Regions from separate parts of the Mus musculus genome. Here region 1 is linked to region 2. A link is a contact called in public Hi-C data. All regions are on one chromosome and are shown on one strand. The core of a region is the stretch at or near the end of the contact, and the rest is flanking DNA. Distances in the headings are between cores, read along the strand shown.

What was found. Hi-C and Micro-C count contacts between places; a contact is called where the count stands out from the background.
Region 1: a contact with region 2 is called in a Hi-C map of cerebellum, with 1.6 times the contacts expected there. The contact joins two enhancer-like sites. A contact is called at or near these places in 2 of 39 promoter capture datasets (the HPC-7 cell line and embryonic stem cells), 2 of 484 Hi-C or Micro-C datasets (cerebellar granule neurons and cerebellum) and 1 of 115 datasets of contacts at active chromatin or transcription factors (bone marrow-derived dendritic cells).

The regions. Positions count from the first base shown.
Region 1 is chr2:7,358,171-7,362,850 of GRCm38.p6, reverse strand. It overlaps a transcript of Celf2 not described here. Among named protein-coding and RNA genes, the nearest start is that of 5031426D15Rik, 430 kb to the right of the region's middle. Within about 2 kb of position 3,025, at least 2 of the 459 cell types and tissues checked have an H3K27ac peak or open chromatin away from gene starts, as enhancers often do. A contact at or near this core is called in cerebellum, where this site is marked.
Region 2 is chr2:7,036,688-7,042,061 of GRCm38.p6, reverse strand. It overlaps a transcript of Celf2 not described here. Among named protein-coding and RNA genes, the nearest start is that of 5031426D15Rik, 110 kb to the right of the region's middle. Within about 2 kb of position 2,966, at least 4 of the 459 cell types and tissues checked have an H3K27ac peak or open chromatin away from gene starts, as enhancers often do. A contact at or near this core is called in cerebellum, where this site is marked.

The DNA.
Region 1 (4,680 bases), core at 1,776-4,275, 320 kb before region 2:
TTAATTATGTTAATACAAGACATCCAAGAGGCTAGACAAATGGCTTAATGGGAAAAAATATTTCACAAATGGCCCCTAGCACCTCAATGCTGGTTGGGAATAGCATCCAACCTGTAATTTCCACACTCAGAAGGTGGAACATGAGATTCTCCAGAGTAAGTTAGCTAGCTACAAAGTCTCTACGGGAGAGCTCAGAAGTCAAGTGAGACTCTGAAATGGAAAAGGTGAAGGGTAGTCTAGGAAGACTCTTGATATCAAGCTCAGGCATACACACATACACACACACACACACACAATTGCTGGGTACATCCATCCCTAGGGATTTTTCAAGGTTGTGGAACATAGCTTAGTGAATTTTCATTGCTGAGTACTATCCCATGGAATGTATATTCCACAGTTTGTTTAACCATCTACTCTCTAATGCCCACCTGAGTGTGGCTAGTTTGGGATAAGTATGAAGATTCTATCAATATTCTGGTTTGGGTTTCTATATTATTATTGTCTCCATTTTTTTTGGAATAAATATTAAGCAGTACCACTTCTCAGTAGGGTCTTTGAAAAGCATAATATTTTTGAGGCTAGCTTTATCATTTCATATCCACAGCAATATATAAGCAACTTACTTTCTTTGCCTTCTTGCCAGTACTTGATTTTTCACTGTACTTTTCTTGAGTCATTCTAATAAATGTATAGTAATACTTGGATTTCTCTATGGGTTAGTGATGTAAAAAAACATTCATGTGCTTATGGGACATGTGTATGCCTTCTTCTTGTCTTTTGCCCACTGCAAAAGCATAATTGAATTTATTATTAATATCAATATTATTATTATTAATCATCTTTGTGCTTTTTATTTGTTTGGAGGAACTGGTTGGTTTGGTGTTTCTGCTGAGTTTTGAAAGTTCTACGTGGCCTTGGAGTTAGTGAAGGCTCTCTGCACTCCCCAGTCTCTCTTCTCAGCCCTCCTGATCAGGTCTTTTACAGAACAGAAATCTTCAATATTTAGAAAGTGCAATTTATCAAATCTTCCTTCTAAGCACTGTGGTTTTGATGCCATGTTTGAGACTCCATTTCCTTGCCTTGACTTCCTCTGGGTGTTCTCCCAGGCTTTACTCTAAAGTCATTGAGATTTATTTCAACACTTAACATTTTGAATTGATTTGTATGAGGTCTATTACTTAGGTTGGCCAAACAACCTTCTGCCCTCTAGTCCTTCCTTTCTTCCTTTTCCTTTCCTGTTTGCCTATAAATATGCAACTGTTCTCATGTAATTTTTGAAAAAGACAACCTCCATTGAATATTTTCATTTACCATTATAATAATCATTATTTTACTGACTTTCAAATTTTCATTACACTTATTTATTGATTTACTTGTTTTGTTATGAAGTATGAGTTTATGTGTGTGTGTGTGTGTGTGCATGTGCATACATGAGACAGAAAGAGAGAGACTGTGTGTGTGTATAGCCACAGCATATATGTGGAAGTCAAAGGAAAGCTTAGGGAAGTCAGTAGTCTATTTTCATTATGTGGGTTCTGTGGATGGAACTCCAGGCCTGAGGCTTGGTAGCATGAGCCTTAACTGGCTATGCCATTATGTCTGTCTTGTAAGTCCTATTATTTGTATTTCTTGAGATGGGGGTCTCTCTGCAGAAAATAAGATGAATATTATGGTGCTTTGTTGATAGTTCAGAGGACTGAACAGAAACGAATCATTTCTTCATGTTAGCTATTTCTCCTTCAAATTCTAAATGCCTCAATATGTCACTGAAACAAGCCCTTTTCTTTCATTTGTCAACAGCCTAGCCATTGTCACCTCCTGCTTCTATAGGACTAAATTTAAAAGCATAAAAGGAGGCATCAAGATAGATCTCACATAAGCATCCAGAAGTCCTTCAGGGAAAACAAGCTACCTACCAGAAATTCAATAAGAGTCCATCAGTTTCACAGAATTGTCCTTCCCCTTTGCTCTCAGAAAAAGACCCTCTGCCTCCACCATTCACACCTCTCCTACCCACCCTCGTAGAGATGGCATAGACAGGAACCATTTGACAAAGTGCACTGGCTGGACCTCATGCATTTGCTGGATCTACCTTCTCACTGCCAAGATGAAAGAGAATAGGCAGTCATTTCATCTTTGTGGATCAATCCCTGTCTCTGTCCTGACACTGTTTTAGAATACATCATAAGAAACCCAGTGGCCCCTGCTCATCATCTTTGAAGAAATTTAAACCCATAAGTATAAAAAACATAAGGTGAATGAAAGAAGCCAAGGAAAACCAATGGACTTTCGCTCGGATTCATTCACATCTCCTGGAAAATTTCCTCTCAGAATCTCAAGAGGCCAAGGTCATAGGTGCAGAAAAGAGACAAAACACCAGAGTTTTGAAAGCTTTCATCCCAGATGGCATGGCGTGCCTTAGCATATTCTCACACTACTTCATAGATAGGGAGAAGGGAGCTACAAAATTATGAAACACGTAGAATCCAAAATGGAAACTGAGAACTGACAAGTTATTAGTGTGGGAAATGAAGTATTAGAAAGGAAGGGGTGACGCACACATAGAGAAGTCTTCTGAATGTCTTTGAATCCAAACTTCCTCTGTCCAAATGAAGGCTGGCTTTATAAAAATATGTATTGGAGAGAAAGATGGAAGGGAGAATTATACACTAATTAGCACATTCGAAGAGTCTTTGATATTGAGAATTCCCCAATTTAGCAGAAGTTTGAAAGGGTCGAGCCCTGTTTCAGAGATTGTGTCTAATTAACTCTACAGATTCTGAATCCACACCAGACAGATAATGCTGAAAAGTGGATGTGCCCACTTTCCACAACATTTACTTTTGGTTTTGTGCAACACACAAAGGAGAGGAGAAAGAACATTTGAAAAATTAAAACAAATAAGCCCAGAACAACCTGGGAATAATATCTACATCTTGAACTGGTCCAAACTGGAACTCCTAGGAGGTGTCTGAGCTGTCTCACACAGTCAAATCAAAAATGCATGTGCCTTGCAATAGGCAGCCAAATCGTGCATCCTGCCTCCAGCAGATAAGCCTTCGAGGTTGTACAATGCTGTCTAGCAGGTAAAAGGAAAACCACTGACCCCGCTGAGCAACCTGCAATTCGGCTTGAACACGAAAATACCAGATGGATTGAAAGTGACAGACCTAATAAGCAACTTCCAGAATCTGCATGAACCTAATTGCACAAAATCCTTAGTGCAGCTGCTTCTATTTGCTTTCTCAAATCCTTAAGCCAAACAACCTACATCAGAGAGTCTCAGCATGTTCTTGAGCCACCAAAGCCATCTTAAATGGACTGTCAGGTTTATCTGAACCAAGACTCCAATTAGGAATTATTAAGGAAACCTTCCAATATTCTGAAGCAGGGAGTAATGTCAAATCAGAATACTGGAGGCATCTGTGCCTCGTGGTTTACATTCTCAATAATTTTCTCAGTCAGATTTCTTAAAATAAACACACACACACTATACATATATATATGTATGTGTATAAATATATATATATATATATATATATAAATATATATATTAATGAAATAATAATGATCAAATATCTTGAATCCCAAGATGGGAAACTGAGACCTTACTTTTACTGTGAAACATGTATTTATTCAGAATAAGCTACCACACACAAGGGCTTAAGGGTCTGTTTAATTTGATAGTCTACTGTTTTTCCTATATGCTTGATTTCCCTTTCACAAATAATGTCACGTACTGAAAGAATCAGGAGGTGGCTGTAATGAGATGGAAGGCACTGGATAGTGTTCTTTCTTCTTGAGTAAACTGTCCTCATTCTGTCATGCCTCCTTGTGACATTTGCGATAGAATGTTTTTGTGTCCCCCAAACAGATGTGGAAATCCTAAAATCCCAATCTCCGGAGTAATTCTTTATTTTTTAGGAGGGGGAGCTTTGAGAAGATGATTAGCACAAGAGAGTAAAATCCTAATGTGTGAATTTCTTGGTCTTATAAATAAATCCTGAACAGTTCATCATCTATCCCTCTATGGAGAAAGAATATAGTGAGAAAACAGCTATCTAAAACTGGATATCATTAGTTGGGCAGTGGTGGCACATGCCTTTAATCCCAGCACTTGGGAGGCAGAGGCAGGTGAATTTCTGAGTTTGAGGCCAGCCTGGTCTACAGAGTGAGTTCCAGGACAACCAGGGCTACACAGAGAAACCCTTTCTCAAACAAACAAACAAACAAACAAAAAGGCCACAAACAAACAGCAACAACAACAAAAAAAAACCTGGGTATCAGACTCCCCCAGACAGAGTCTGCTAGAGTCTAGACCACCCAGACTTCAGAGCTCTGGAGTTAAGTGCCCCTTGTGTATAAAGCATCTAGCCTATTGTAAGTTCATGTGGACCCTAATAATGTTATACTACAAAGAACTTTCTCTTTAGAGAAAGCCAGAGACTCAATTGACATTGCTTGTCATGGGGACTTTTGTTGTTTGCCACATCCTCCAAATCTGTGAGTGAAGATAAATTAATAAAAAGCAAAACAGCTCCAGCATGGCTTTGGAATTCCTCAGGCAGTCAAAGATTTAGGGATTTGGGTGCTATTTTGAATTTCTCTCTCACCATCAGCGAGCTCAGCAAGGGGTAACGCATAGAGGATGCTCTGGAAAGCAAGCATCATTACTGACCA
Region 2 (5,374 bases), core at 1,717-4,216:
CAGCCTAAATGTAACTAACGGGGTCTTGAACTCTGAGGTGCATCACCTCAAGCTTAACTTTTAAAAAGCATCATGTTTGAAATTTAACATCTGCTAAGGAGGGAGGATTCCCCGCCCTTCTGGAGGATTCCCCGCCCTCCAGGGAGTATTCCCCGCCCTCATGGAAGATTCCCCACCCTCCATGGAAGAGTCTCCGCCCTCCAGGGAGGATTCCCCGCCCACCAGGAAGGATTTTGTAATTTTTTATGATGTTGCTGATTTCTTCCCTTTCAGAACAAGAGGGGAAATGTTTGTTTGGTCTTAATATAAGTCTGGATCATTCTAAAAGGAGACAGAGACTATCAAAAGAATGTATTCCTTTCTATTGCTACCTTTGTCAATCCATTAAATTGAAAAAAAAAAATCCATTTAAATTTTATTTCCTGAGTTTCTTCAACCATTTCTAGACAGTGGAGTCATGGCACAAGATGATTTAGGGGTCTTTATAGAATGGAAAAATTCAAGGGAGATTTGTATTTGATCCAAAATTCAAGCTTATCGTCCTTGGCTGGGGAGTGAGTTCAAGGCCAGCCTAGGCTACGTGAAAGCTTGTCTCAAAAATGCAGAGAACACAGCATTTACATATAATCTATTTATATTCTTCTTTATATTTTAAATTATCTTTAACTGATCTCTAATACCCAATATGACTGAATTATTATATATATATACATACTTGTTATTCTATACATACATTTCTAGCCAGTTTACACAGCTAGTGTGGCCAGAATACATGAAACCCTATCTCAAAAACAAAGTCTCAGAAAGAGTAAAAGAACAGGACAACAGTATAGACTGAAACACACTGATCAATCACACCAGCAAGTGTTTCACTGTGGGGCTTACTTCCCTTTGGATCCAGTCATAATGAAAGCAAGCACCTGGCTGTGTCAGTCTCCTGAGTCAGGCAGACAGCAGAACTTAATGCAACCAGAGCTGCAGCTTCTATCTCCATCTTTGAGAAAGGAGAGAAAGTCCTTAGAAAGAGGAAATGGAATCTAGCTGGCCAGAGGATGAAGAATGCCCACTCAAACGAAGATCCTAAAGTGGGAATAAGACTTCTGTGCACTAGGAAGATGGAAGGGTGATAGGTAAGGGATGGTTGGAAGGAAGCATTTGGAATCCTTCCCCAGACACTTTCCTCAGTTAGAGTCTAACGTTCCATCATCTGGAATGTGGAATGTTTTCCTTCCTTCCTTCCTTCCTTCCTTCCTTCCTTCCTTCCTTCCTTCCTTCCTTCCTTCCTTCCTTCCTTCCTCTCTCTCTCTCTCTCTCTCTCTCTCTCTCTCTCTCTCTTTCTTTCTTCCTTTTTTTCTATCCTGGAACTCACTCTGTAGACCAGGCTGGCCTCAAACTCATCCTGTTACTTCTTAACACTTGTTTGATAGCCTGCTAACCACAGCCTGCTAATCTTCTTGCTAAGGCAAATGCTAAGTCATAAATACCAAAATATGAATGACAGATTTCTCTAGAGGACAGTGATGAAGGAAGTGAGTCAAGATGAGAGTAAACACTGAACAATGGAACTTTAAAACAGTTCTAGATGCTTCATTAAAATAAAAACAAGCATTAGTATGTGCATGCACTGGTGTGAGTGTATGCATGTGAACATGTATATGTGTGTGTATTTGTGTGAGCATACATGCACACATACATATGCATGCTCAGAGGAAAATGTGCTGGATCAACACTCTCTTTCCTCCATGTAGGGTCCAGGGGTAGAACTTAGGGCATGAGGCTTGGTGATAAGACCTGCTAAGCCATCTCCTGGACCTTCCTTTAATTTTCTTCAGAGCTTGCTCTACCAAAGAACAGTTTAGGAGCAAGTTCCTGTTGTAGGTATCATTGGTCCCAAGCTGTTAAAAAAAAATGGCGAAGGTGGGCACAATCAGCAGTGGCATTCTGTCTGTGAGGTGCTCAGAAACAGATACAATGGAAAATCTTCCCAAGGCACTTTCCAAATACCATTGGCTCCAGACAAGAGCCTATTGGCATCAGTCACTTAATAGTTACAAGTAAGACTTCAATTCTATGCAAACACAACCCAAATGCTCATGAGTCCACATAGCCTCTTCTTGGCACAAAAACATATCAAAAGGGACACAGGTTCCAAAAATAACAGCCAGAAAAAAAAAGACCAACTTTATTGGCATTATCTCATTTCAGACAAAAGCTAAATTATTTATTTCCTTCCCCTAAATTCCCCTTTCTGCATTTCTCTACTGCACAACAAACCTGAAGGCTCTCCCTGTAACTAAATTCTTAGTTCAAAACCCCATCCTCACCCATCTTCCATCTTGCTCTCAACAAACTTAAAAAGTATTTATATGTAAGCATTAAGATGTCTGAATGCAGAACACCCCCAATGTTCCAAGTATCTGTCATTTTCTCACCTCTCCTAATCCCCTGAATGGTTTAATCATATAAGGACTTGGTCCTGTGTTAGTGCACTCAAGGTGAGTTCCAGGAGAGGTGAGGAAAACAATGGACAGGATTTCTACCCAGCCTAGGTGAAGGAGTTCACACACCACACAGTGGTAACTCTGCCAGGCATACAGATTCCATGAAAATCAGCCTTCTCTTGCTGGGAAACCTCATCTCTGGGTGTCCATCAGGGTTAGACTCACATGCCCTTCTTTGGTCCCTGAATTGATACCAATTTATGCAGCTGGCATGGCGAGTGTTTGCACCGGAGGTAGCGGCCTCATGGGCTCTTGTGGCACTTGGGTGGAGGGTCTTCTGTCCCCTTCTGCACACCAACATGTCCATCTGGCACCTATTTCTCCCATCACTTCCTCCTGCCTGGAAATCTTTGGCCTTCCCATCTGCAAGTGTGATCAAGTGTAAAAGGGGATGTGGTACCAAAGTGACATGGCTGTCACCTAAGATGGGCTTCCTGCAGCTGACATGTGTACACACAACAGTGATGCCTAGCCTGCTCCTTACAGTGCACTGGCACTGGTGTGAGAGCTAAAGACAGGGGCTCAAATGATAGAATAACAGATGCTGTCACCGAAGGCTGGCAGAGCATGGAAAGATGTAAGCCTGTCATTGGCACAGACACATAAATCCTGTACAGATTGTGACCTTGAAAGGCTTAGCTACCAGACACATGATAGAACATATTCCTGACATATACAAAGAAAGGTCTGCCCATTGACTTTTCTAAAGCCAGTCTCATTAGAGAAGCACAAACAGGATGATTAAGTGAAAACCAAGTAATTCTCATGACAGCAATGCCCAAATCTGTACCAGGGAGTCATGAGATCCTTGGAGCTTTTCATCAGAATTAACACCCAACAGATTCTACAGTAATTCGAGTTTGTAGTGTCTCCTGGTTGTTTGTGAAGTAAAAGGCATGATTCTAGGGCCAAGCAAACCAGCAAAGGCCAAAAGAAACAAAAGGTAGGAAAGATGGTCAAGGGATGGCTTTAGAGAAACAGTGTAGGTATACCTAGAAGGAAACAAAAGATTCACTATCATCCTTTGGTGGGTGCTTTTTAATGTTACCTTATTAATTATTTTTCCAATGAACTGTACTAGAAAGGGGAAGAAATGGAAGCTGATATTTCAGTGAGAACTGATTGGCATGTATGACTGTGTACTTGTGTGTGGTATTATTTGGTGAGTGTGTGTGTGTATGTGTGTGTGTGTCTTTGAGACTGGGTCTCCTGTATCTCAGGCTAGCCTTAAATTCACATTATAGCCAGGGTGACTTTGAACTACTGTTTCTCCTGTCTTCACCTCTAAGTACTGGGATGACAGTCACGAACCATACCATGAACCAACCCTGTTACCCAGCTGTAATTTTTAATATTTTATACCAGACTGAATAATTTTCCCAACTAAAATAAAAAATAGAATTCAAATGTTTTGCTTTGGAAAAGAACCAGCTGACCAACACTAAAACCAGAATTCATCTACATGTCACTAGCACTTAGTGTTTTTTTAATGTTTATTTTGTCCCTCTGGATATCGAAATCCTCCAAGGAAATATCTGCAATTAGTATCTAAAGATATAAAATTGTAATTTGGGAAGGAAAAATGACCTCCATTTTCACCCAAAAGGTATTCTCTTATTTTCTGTTCTGATTACTCAAATCATTTGGTCAGATAATTAATAGAAATAGTCCTCCTATTGTATAATATTTTTATCTTGATGTTGTGAGTTGATTAACATCTTACTTAAATGCCAAGTCAGTATTTCAACTCCCATTCTTCCTACTGAGGACAGCCCTCTGCCCATCGCCAAAGGACTTACATCTGAAATATCAATCCTTTGAGCTTACCAAATCTCTTTTCATAGCTGTATTCTTATTAGCATATACTAGAATATTACATGACTACATTAGCATATACTATAATATTGCATGACCACATTAGCATATATGATAATATTGCTATAGAATCATCTTCAAACTAACAAACTGCAATTTTCTGATCTTGCACTTCCATGTCTTGAATGGGATCTTGAATATTGTACATGCACACTTGATATAATCATCTAGAAAACTGGGTCAAGAAAATAAACAAGTTTGTCTAGGCAAGTTTGTTCTTCTCCCTTAGAGCTAAACCCCATGAACATCCCAGCTCTCTGATCTACAGCATAGAAAAAGGGACATAAGTAGAGATGTAGATGAACTAACAAGAGCAAGCAAAGATTTAGGGTGTGCCGAGAAGAGGACTGAAAACAAAGTGCCACCTTTGGTGACAATCTTAGTTCCATGTGTCCTCTTCTACATTCACTACTTTCCTCTGTATTATTTATAAATGCTCAAAATTATAGGAAATACTAATTTCCCTACTCCATTGGAATGCAACCTCTGCTAAATTCTTGTTCTTCCAGTCTGTTATCACATGTGGGCACACAGTACTTGATCAACAAATGCTTGTTAAATAAATACCTTTTCTTAAACGTGCATGGGCGTTACAGCCTGTGCTTTTCAGCGAGACAATTAAATAGCTCTCTCTTTTTAATTCATTTAGGAGATTCAGAACTCCGAGAGTTTGTAAAGTAAGGAGAGATGTAATTTTTTTTTCTCCCGAGCCTTGATAAAGCACAGTATACCCAGGTACAATTTGATGTCTGATGTCGGGAGAGGACAGTGTGATCTCTTTTGTGTAATTGTTATGCGCTCACAAGTGCTTCAATAACTGCTGCTAAGTACATTGTATCCATCTCCGGCAGGCTGGCTTTCAGAGAGCTGAGCTTCCTTCAAAAGTCTCATTATTGAAATTCTCAATATTTTCCCCACTTTTGCCACATTTGTTGTTTAGCTAAAAATATAATTGTGCAGATCTGAGAGCAGGTCAGTCAGCAGTGACAGACACATTT